Linked DNA regions of Mus musculus: region 2 is linked to region 1. The links are chromatin contacts, called in public HiChIP or PLAC-seq maps. All regions are on one chromosome and are shown on one strand. Each heading gives the region's core, a stretch centred on a gene start, on an enhancer-like site or on the middle of the called end of the contact. The rest is flanking DNA. Distances are from core to core; before and after follow the strand shown. Region 1 has its middle 21 kb from the start of 7530416G11Rik. Region 2 overlaps Celsr1 (cadherin, EGF LAG seven-pass G-type receptor 1).

Region 1 (4,763 bases), core at 1,341-3,840:
ATATATATATATATTCATTCTGGGCATGGTAGAACATACCTTTAATTCTAGCACTTGGGAGGCAGAGGTAGGTACATCTTCATAAGTTCAAGGCCAGACTGGTCTATTTAGGGAGTTTCAGGCTATCCAGGTCTACAAAGTGAGAGGCTCTGTCTCAACAAACAAACAAAAACAAACAAAAACCAAGCCAAACTAAACAAACAAAGCCTCATTCAAAATCACAGGATCCGAGCTTGTTAACCTACCCATCAAACACACACACACACACACACACACACACACACACCATTCAATGGCTGGCCGTCTTTTGCCCAAGGTGACCTTCCAGTTTTCTCTGCCTCTTCATCTGTAAGTGGGATTATCTTCCACACAAATCAACCCTTATGATGCACAGGAGGTATACAGGCAGCGTTTGCCTACGGTGTTCATGAATGTCAGGTACCAGCTGGTTAACCTGAGTCAGATGGACTGAATAAGTCTCCTGCTCATCTCAGGGAGAGCCTGCAGGGATGGACAAAAGGCCCATCTTTAGCCCCAGAAGTCCAGTTTAGTGTAGGTCTCCAGCCTTTGGGGGGCCAAGGGAGGGCCACAGCCGCTCCTGGCAATCCTGGAGTCCTGACAACCCAAAGAGAAGCTGTTAGAGACATAGAGAAGGCAGGCTTATACACTGGGCTTGTCTTTTCCTTAGGGCAGTGATGGGTGCTTATGCCTATCTTTTTGGGGGTAACACCAGGGTTGCAAGAAATCTTGAGGCTTGGGAACCCAGCACAGCCTTGCTCCGAGGGGGCAAACTATGTCATCCCTCTGGAACAATCTTCTGGGTGTTCAACAGGACTCAGGACTGGTGGAGGTGAGGACATATGGGCTCTGCTCAGGTCCTGGAACACGTACAGACCTCAACATCTAAACCCAAAGGTCCTGCCTGTCCCCTAAAGGTCTGAGGTGCCCAGGAAGCCGTCATCCTGTGGTCAGGGAGTATGGGGTCCCTTCAGATCTCATTTCCCCCATCAGAGCACACAGCCATTCGAGGATGAACTAGAAGGCTAGAGGGGACCTGAAGGGCCTGACAGCATTGGGGGTGGAGTGGGGTAGGCAAGAGTCTTCTGGGGGCGGGGAGCTCAGAGAAGGTGCCCAGACCATCAGCAAAGGATGGAGGCCGGCAGCTCCACCCCGGGAGTCATTGAGAAAGCGGCTTCTTTTTAATTAAAGTTCTGCAGAGGGCTTGAGCTCCCAGGAAAGGGAAAGTGTTGGTGCAGAATAATTAGCTGGACAAAGGCAAATCCTCTTAGCTTCTCCCTGGGCGATTACAGGTTAATTGGTTGACGTTCCTGCCCGCCAGGCCAGACACCGGGCTTTCCAGAGCCTCCTGCCGTTCGCTGACCCCAAGGCCACACCTGCCTTGCTGTCCAGCGTGGGAACCCAGCGGGGCTTCGGTCATCCTCTGCTTGGGCCCCTGCCCCACCAGGCCCTCTGCTAAGCCTCCAGCCCCTCCATCGGCTGGGGAGCCCTGGCACTCCCCACACTCCACACCCCTCCCAGGACAGGAGTAACAGCATTGTCCCAAGGAGGCACACAGTCCTAGGCTGGCACTCTGTCACCCCTGTCTTCTGGCAGAACAGAAGCCCCTCCCCTGTCTCCCACCGCAGGCACATGGGTTGGCTGACACTGAGTTGAGGGTCAAGAGTTGCCTCCCTCATGGTTACTGGGTGCTGCAAGCTGCCATTGCGTCTTGCTAACTGGAGAGACTGAAGGATATAGGTGGAGAAGAGGGAAGGAGACAGGAAGAAAGGATGGAGAAGAACTGGTGACTAGCGCAATGATGGTATAGAGGGCATGACCCTAATGGTGGATGGTCAAGGGCTCGTAAGACCTCTGGCCCCATTCCCACCCTTGTTAGCAGTCATTTGTTTTCCTGCCCCATGCGAGGCCTGGCTGTGGCCTTCAGAAGACCCCAAACCACACCAACGCTCTTCTTCCAGCTTTCCTTCCTGACCACACCATAGTCAGTTAGAGGTGTAGTGCTGGCCTTTGGATTGATCTCAGGATGCCACTGGAGAGAGACGCGGTCAGGGGCTGGCTGGAGGGAATCCAAGATGTGTGTGGTTCAGCCCAGGTGTCCTGGAATGGACACTTCCTCCTGCCCGCCAGGCATAGGCAAGCTGGTGGGGCTCAGAGAGGCATGGGCCTGGCCCAAGGTCTCTGAGGGGTTCCTGGGGCAGCTCTGGGCCCTGAGCGCTGCCCCCACCCAGGGCAGGCTGTGAGTCAGCCCACAGCTGGGCTCAGCAGAGGCCACACTGTGGTGGGGTTTCCAGTCTCAGAAGCAGGACAGCTGTTTATTTTTCTTGCAGTAAAGGAGAGGGCAGGGGTGGGGTGGAGGAGCTGACCCTGCTGGTTCTCACACTGGCCCAGGATCCCTGGAAGGCCCTGGAAGGAAAGGGACCTTAGGAGCAGACTCTGCAGCAGGGGGGCCTCCGGGCCTCCCTGCCACACTCCTGGGGCAGCCAGCCAAAGCCGGTGCCGCAGGCCAGTTCCTGGAGCGGGATGCTGGGGTTTCCGAGGTCGGGAAAGTACTGGCAAAGCTCTTTTCATGATGTCACCGGCTCTGCCCTGGCCTGGCCCAGCCCCAGCCCTGTCACCATCAGGGAGGGTTAGAGCATGCCCCGGGGAGCTCAAAGCTGCCCGGAAGAAGTGTTTACGGAGGATTCAGGTATCTGCCCCTGACCCCCCTAGCGGCTGAGCCCATTAACTTTGTGTATGGCAGGGACTACATCTCGCTGGTTTCTGGGCAGGGCTTGAGACTGTGTGGAGGGGGTGTTTCTTGAATCAGAAGGCAACCTTCCAAAGACACTGTGATCCATCCTTGGAGGGCTGCTGACCCCTCCCCCCAGACAGATTCAGGACCCAGCTTGTAAATGAGGCCAGAGTCGGACCTCAGCAGTGGGGGACAAAGTCCTCTCCATTGAGAAATACACAGACACGGCGAGCACAAGATGAGCCATCCTCTCCTGTCGGAGATCTCCAGTTTCCTTCCACCAACCTATTTTTTCTGGAGGTTTCTAACGACATGGAACCCACAGGGGAAGTCTAGCAGAAATGAACAACCCAACGAGACTTCAAAACTGTATCGTCTGTGTTACCACCCACCCAGAAGGGGAATGGCACCCAAAGCCTGTACATGTCCTGGCCACTGATCCCTTGAGGCTACACCCCTGACAAGAAAGATCTGCCCTCTGCTGCTGCCTGTCAGTGTCGCTCACCGGGTGCTTCCCTGTGTGGACCAATCTCAGGCTTTTTTTTTTTTTTTTTTTTTTTTTTACTTTTTAAAACCAATCTCTCTCTCTCTCTCTCCTCTCATTTATTTTTATTTTTATGAGTACATTGCCATTGTCTCCTGCCATACCAGAAGAGGGCATCGGATCCCACTACAGATGGTTGTGAGCCTCCATGTGGTTGCTGGGAATTGAACCGAGGACCTCTGGAAGAGCAGTCAGTGCTCTTAACCACCGAGCCACCTCTCCAGCCTCCAACTTCTCTTTAGAGTAATTTTGGGTTTACTGAAAAGAAAGTGCAGAGTCTCAGAATACCCCCAGCCTCTCTCCCCCGCCCCCTTCCCCTGTTCTTAATGTCTTCTGCTCCAGTCTTTCTAGCAAGTCTGTTTTTTGTTTGTTTGTTTGTTTGTTTGTTTGTTTTTTGAGACAGGGTTCCTCTATGGAACCCCAGCATCTCCCCAGTGCTGGGATTAAAGGCATGCACTAACACCACTGCCACTGGCTTCCAGCAAATCTTATGAGACACTTATGCTAACGATGAGAAATAGCCAACATCATTTTTTGAAAACTATAGTTGGAGGGACTCTACCTACAGCTCCCTGCATCCTTGAACTCCCCAACATCCTTTCTAGGCTCCAGGGCTTCAGGGGTCCTCTGCCTCCGGGCAGTAAGGTCAGGTGGAAAGGACCGATCTCCTCCTCCTCTTGGAATGAGCCAGGGTCAGGGGAGTGCATGTCCCTGGTGGGGCAAAATTGAGATTACCTTGCTGTGGTTTGAATGGGAACCTTTCCATCAGGCCTGGTGGCTGTCAGCTCTGAAGCAGACATTCCCCCACTGGCATAGATGGTGCTCTGTCACTCTGACACTGCACATGGACTTTCGATGCCATTGTGTAAACACATGCCTGATGGGGATGACTTTATCTCAGTGACACTAGAACATACAGCAGCCCAGTGTGCAACCGCCATTGAACACACACACTGTATGTGGCACACACTGAGCTTTTTATCCCGCTGACACCATAGAGCTTGTTCATCTGATGTTGCCCCAAACACTGAGCTATGACAGTATGATAGCTATGACATCACTAGGTGACAGGAACTTTCCACTCCATCGCCATCCTGGGGAAGCCTGTTACATACGCAGCTTAGCTACTTACTAAAATGTGCCTGTATCATGTGTGTGTGTGTGTGTGTGTGTGTGTGTGTGTGTGTGTGTGTGTATAAGTTAAGTAAGTGTCTTCCCTGTGACTCTTAGAGGTTGTAGAGACCTAGCCTGAACAGGTCACCCTGTTCACTGTGGCTGCCCACTGACCACACAGAGGTCACCCTTACGTGGCAGTGACGCCTTGCACCTCAGGAGCGATCATCCTCTGTCCAGCAGCTGAGTCCCCCTGCACCTCAGAGCAAGCATGCAGAAGTCATTCAAAATAGCAAGCATCCCTGTGACCCTGCCCATCTGACCTGTCGTATCATAGCCTTGCCAGCTTGTCCA
Region 2 (4,763 bases), core at 1,099-3,598, 390 kb before region 1:
AAGTGTGTTACCTGCCCTGGACTTGCACAGGACACTCTGTGTGTGTGCTTTTTCACTCTTGTGGCTTAAGTGACTGACAGCCTAGAGAGACACAAGGTCAGAAGACCTTCACTTGTGCATGTAGTGACCCAGACACCATTGCTATGCGCAGCAGCCACTGGTCTAAGGCAGTGTCCTATGCTACACAGCACTGTCAATCAGGTCAGCTGATCCTTCCGCCTCACCAGGTTTCCCAGTGGTGGTTTCTGCCATTTATGTACTTGTCTCGGCCCCATGGATACCAACCCAGAAGACGGGTCAGACGAGGGAGCGCCTGTACACGACACTTCCTCCTGCAGATGTTGCTGTGATCCTGGGTTGCTTGATAGCAACGGGAGCCAGCCACTGTGTGACTGGTTGCTGGGCTGGCTGTACTGTTTAGAGAGGTGTGAAGGGGCAATGATGGGCGTGATCCTTTTTATCCCACGTGTTTGCCATCCCTGCATCTTGAGCCTTAGATGTCAAAACGCAACTGTACGTTCAACCTACCGAAGACCATGCATGATTCAGGAATGCCTCCCACCCCTCTATCTGTTGGCTGGTGGCAAGCTGGATCAGGGAAGTGGGCTGTGTGAGACTACCTGTGGCCACCCAGTGGGGAGTGTCCAGGAAGGACACGGGAGCAGGTAGTGAAATAATCCATTGGTAGCCTGGGGACTGGGCATGTCACTCCACAAAGCACCAACGTCTATGTATAGGTTGTATTGTGCCCAGAAGCACTATGACAACCAGTCAGAGCTCTGTGCTCCAACACAGGCTTGGTAGTTGAGGACCAGAACAGGGACTAGGGCAGGGAGCAGGGAAGGGCTGGGGTGATTTTTAAGAGCTGGGGTGAGGTGGAGGAGGGTAGAATCAACTGCTGGTAATGGGACGAGTAGGTGGCAGCTGGACACAGCTACCCGGGCATGGAGATTTGAGGTCCAAGTCAGGCTCTGGGACAGAAGCGGGAAGAAGACGAGAGCTGGAGTTTCCCAGCCAGCTCAGAGACCTTCCTGGGTGATCAGACCCCTCAGGAAAAAAGAGCAGACCCTGCTACCTCCTAGGCATGGCTTCCTGGGCCATCCTAGACCCAGTCCTCTTGATGAACCTGGTGGCTTTCCTGTAGGGTCACAGTAGCACAGGGTTGGATCCGATGAACCAGGACCAAACCTCCTTGCCACCCTCCAAGGCCAGATATTATTCCTCCCAGAGCGGGCATGGATATGGGATTCATCTCCCAGGCGTGGACATGGGAGGCCCGTTCGAAGGCTCAGCAAGCTGAGACTCATTTTGGGGTCCTGTAGGTGTGCCTTCTCAAGGTCTGGATAGAGAAAAGTAGTCAACAGCTTCGAGCCACTCCCTGCTGCTAAGCACGGCATGCAGCTCACTGAGAGGCCAAGGCTCACTTCTGACTCGGCCCCTGCTGGCATGAGAGCTTTCCAGGCACCAGGGGGGCACAGAGCAGGCAAATGCACCCCAGGAGGACAGTGTGTGGTGGCAGGGGCTTGGCACGGTGCCCAGGTTTTCTGAGTTTTATCTAAACTCCCATTCGTATCTCCAGGTGAGGCCGTTTATCTCCCAGAAGCCTGACAGGCTGAAATGATTTAGTGTGTGTTTGTTCTGTTCTGGAAAAGCGAGTATGTTTAGTGTAGAAGCGTGTCCACACAACCCCGCCAGATCCTATGGTTGATTTCCTGCCCTTTTTCAAATGGCGGTTTTTTGTTTTGTTTGAGGTTTATTTGTTCATCATTTAAAGCAACAGCCAGCCAGCCTTCCCACCCTCCTCCTCCTCCTCCTCCAGCTGAGCCAGCCCCACTTTCCACTGCGGAAATGGCGTATGGGGATGGGGGGGGGGATCCAGCTCAGGCTTGCCCCCTCACAGCTGGCATTCTGAGATGCCAGCAGAGAGCATGCCCCAGCTGTAGCCCTGTTTCTGTCTTCAGCTTTGCAGTGTAGGTGACAAGTGTGCGTGCTCACATAGGTCCCTTGCACTGTCCGGGTGTTATCTCTGGAGAGCATGTGACCCTTGGAGGCTGACCTGGCATCAGGTGGTTCTGTCAGGGTACCCTCCAGCCTGTGCTCTGTTGCCTTTCCTCAGAGTGCGGTGACCTGGTATTTGAACATAGTCACATCTAGGATGAGGTTGAGTTTATGGCTCTCCTCCTATGTCTGTGAATCTGTGGGAGTGAGGTGGGGGGGGGGGCGGTGCTTTCCTCTGGGAAGATACAGGGTTATGGTCAAGGGCAGAACATTGGACTACAGCTGCCAGTGTGGGCCCCATGCATGGGTGTGCCAGTCAAGGGTGGACTTTGGTGAGGATGTGGCCAGCTGTGGGGTTAGATTGTGCTTGTGGCCAGGGTGACTTTTGCCTAGTTGTGGGTGGGGTCAGTTGCAGCTGTGGTTAATGGTGTGGGTAAGCTGTGGGTGTGGCCTGGGTTTTTCCAGGTGGCCAGTGTGAACAGGGCCAGGTTTTCCCCTTCCTCTCTGTCCCCTCTCATTTTCTACCCTGCCTGGCTTAACTTCCTGCTGGGAAACCTACCGTTATCTTCCAGCGGGCTAGCCTGGAAGCTCTGTCTAGGCCTTGACTCCCAAAAGGCCCATGAGCAGCTGCCCTTGGGCTACATCTTCAAGTCTCATTGTGGAACATCTCAGGCTGGGTTTATATGAATGCCTCCCTAGGCTAAACTCTGGGAGCTCAGTGTCCCTTGTCCCTTGTCCTTTTTCCCATGACCTTGTTCCTGACACTGCTGGGTCTTCTGTACACCAGCAGGCAGAGCTGGCTTCCTTGCTGACTCATTCCTCAAGGAGATGCGTGCTGTCCTTCAGCCCACGTGCCGCATTCTCATTTGTAGCACATGGCCTTTGGCCTGACACATAGCACTGTCTGGCTAAGGGCAGATGGGTAGAAGAGTCTCCTCCTTCTGTGGTCTTGGACCCGCAGAAAACATCAAGACATTGTTCCTACTGGACAGAGAGGCCCCTGGAAGAAGTGCTCCCTAGAACCCCGGCTGCACCTACTGGCTAGCATTTCTGGGAACATAGGCTGAGGTCTCAGCCCGGGAGCTTTTGGCCTGAGCAAATGCCACTCCATAGTGTTTTTAAAATAAAAACTTGAAGTAGGGCCTGGTGAGATGGCTCAACAGTTAAGAGTATTGGCTGTGTTCTTCCAGAGGTCCTGAGTTCAATTCCCAGCAACCACATGGTGGCTCATGACCCTCTATAAGAGGATCTGATGCCCTCTTCCTGGCCTGCAGGTATACATGCAGCAGAACACACATACATTAAAAACAAACAAACAAAAACAAACTGGGGCTGGAGATGGCTCAGCGGGTAAGAGCACTGACTGTTCTTGCGAAAGTCTTGCGATCAAATCCCAGCAACCAAATGGTGGCTCACAACCATCCGTAATGAGATCTGATGCCCCCTTCTGGCGTGTCTGAAGACAGCTACACTGTACTTAGATATAATAATAAATATTAAAAATCAAATATTTAAAAATTAGAACAAGCTCACAAAAATATTCTCAAAAAAAAAAAAACAAAACAAAAACAAAAACAACAACAACAAAAAAAAACTAGTGCTTTGCCCATCCCCTGTTCCTGAATTACCCGCACTCTTGGTAGTGACCCCAGGTCATGCTCAGCCATTTCTGCTGAATTAGACAGAAGAGAGGAGCTTTGCTGCCCTTTGGGGACACTAGAGACCCTGCCATTGCAGAACAGCCTGATTTGGTCGCTCTTCAGTCCTATTACGATTTGGCCTCTGCCTGAGGAGGGATCACCCCCCCACCCCAGGCTTGGATCCCCTGTGGCAGTTTTACCGAGTGCTTGCCAGCCTGCCCCTTCCAGAGTCCCAGGGCCTCGGGCTGCCTGCTAAGCCTGCTCCTCTCCACCCAGTTTCTCTGCACAGTGGTCGCCATCCTCCTGCACTACGTCTCCATGGGCACCTTCGCCTGGACCCTTGTGGAGAACTTGCATGTCTACCGCATGCTGACAGAAGTGCGCAACATCGACACTGGGCCCATGCGGTTCTACCACGTGGTGGGCTGGGGCATCCCTGCCATTGTCACAGGTAAGGACACACAGCGCAGCTTTGCCAGGGTGGCCTGTGTTAAAATGCAGATTTCTCCTGAGCCGTCTGTCTTCTTTCTTCTGAGCCGTCTGTCTTTTTCCTAACCCTTGACATTTAGCTGTGTGTAGAAGTGGGGCTATTCCCGGCCAGTGGGGACATAGGTCTCTCTGGTCAGGCGTGAGCTGCAGGATCAGAGGGCTTAGGGTTCTTTGTGTAGTTGGAAGAGGTTCTCCTCCCGTCACAGAAGGAGGGAAATGAGTAGATCAATAGGCAGGTGAACTAGTGAGAGCACAGGTGGATGGAAGGACATGATGTATGTGTGCTAAATCAATATACCAACTGGATGCCATCCTAGTGAGGACTGCTGTGTGCATACTTTCCCAGCATGCTTTGCCCTCCTCCTCCTCCTTCCTTTTCTGCCTCCTCCTCCTTCCTTTTCTTCTTCCTCTTCTTCTTCCTTTTCTTCTTCCTCTTCTTCTTCCTCCTCTCCCTCCTCCTCCTCCTCCTCCTCCTCCTCCTCCTCCTCCTCCTCCTCCTCCTCCTCCTCCTCCTCCTCCTCTTCTTCTTCTTCTTCTTCTTCTTCTTCTTCTTCTTCTTCTTCTTCTTCTTCTTCTTCTTCTTCTTCTTCTTCTTTTTTGGGGAGGGGGTTGAAGACAGGGTTTCTCTTTGTAGTC

Evidence for each region. HiChIP or PLAC-seq counts read pairs in DNA pulled down with a chosen protein or histone mark.
Region 2: a FOXA1 HiChIP or PLAC-seq map of pancreatic cancer cells shows a contact between it and region 1. The contact joins two enhancer-like sites. A contact is called at or near these places in 1 of 115 datasets of contacts at active chromatin or transcription factors (pancreatic cancer cells) and 1 of 9 other capture datasets (pancreatic islet).

The regions. Positions count from the first base shown.
Region 1 is chr15:85,521,383-85,526,145 of GRCm38.p6, reverse strand. No RefSeq gene overlaps it. Among named protein-coding and RNA genes, the nearest start is that of 7530416G11Rik, 21 kb to the right of the region's middle. Within about 2 kb of position 2,590, at least 113 of the 459 cell types and tissues checked have an H3K27ac peak or open chromatin away from gene starts, as enhancers often do. A contact at or near this core is called in pancreatic cancer cells, where this site is marked.
Region 2 is chr15:85,906,921-85,911,683 of GRCm38.p6, reverse strand. Celsr1 (cadherin, EGF LAG seven-pass G-type receptor 1) reads left to right here. Exons shown (of 35, transcript NM_009886.2): 25 at 3,915-4,089. Among named protein-coding and RNA genes, the nearest start is that of Trmu, 30 kb to the right of the region's middle. Within about 2 kb of position 2,348, at least 53 of the 459 cell types and tissues checked have an H3K27ac peak or open chromatin away from gene starts, as enhancers often do. A contact at or near this core is called in pancreatic cancer cells, where this site is marked.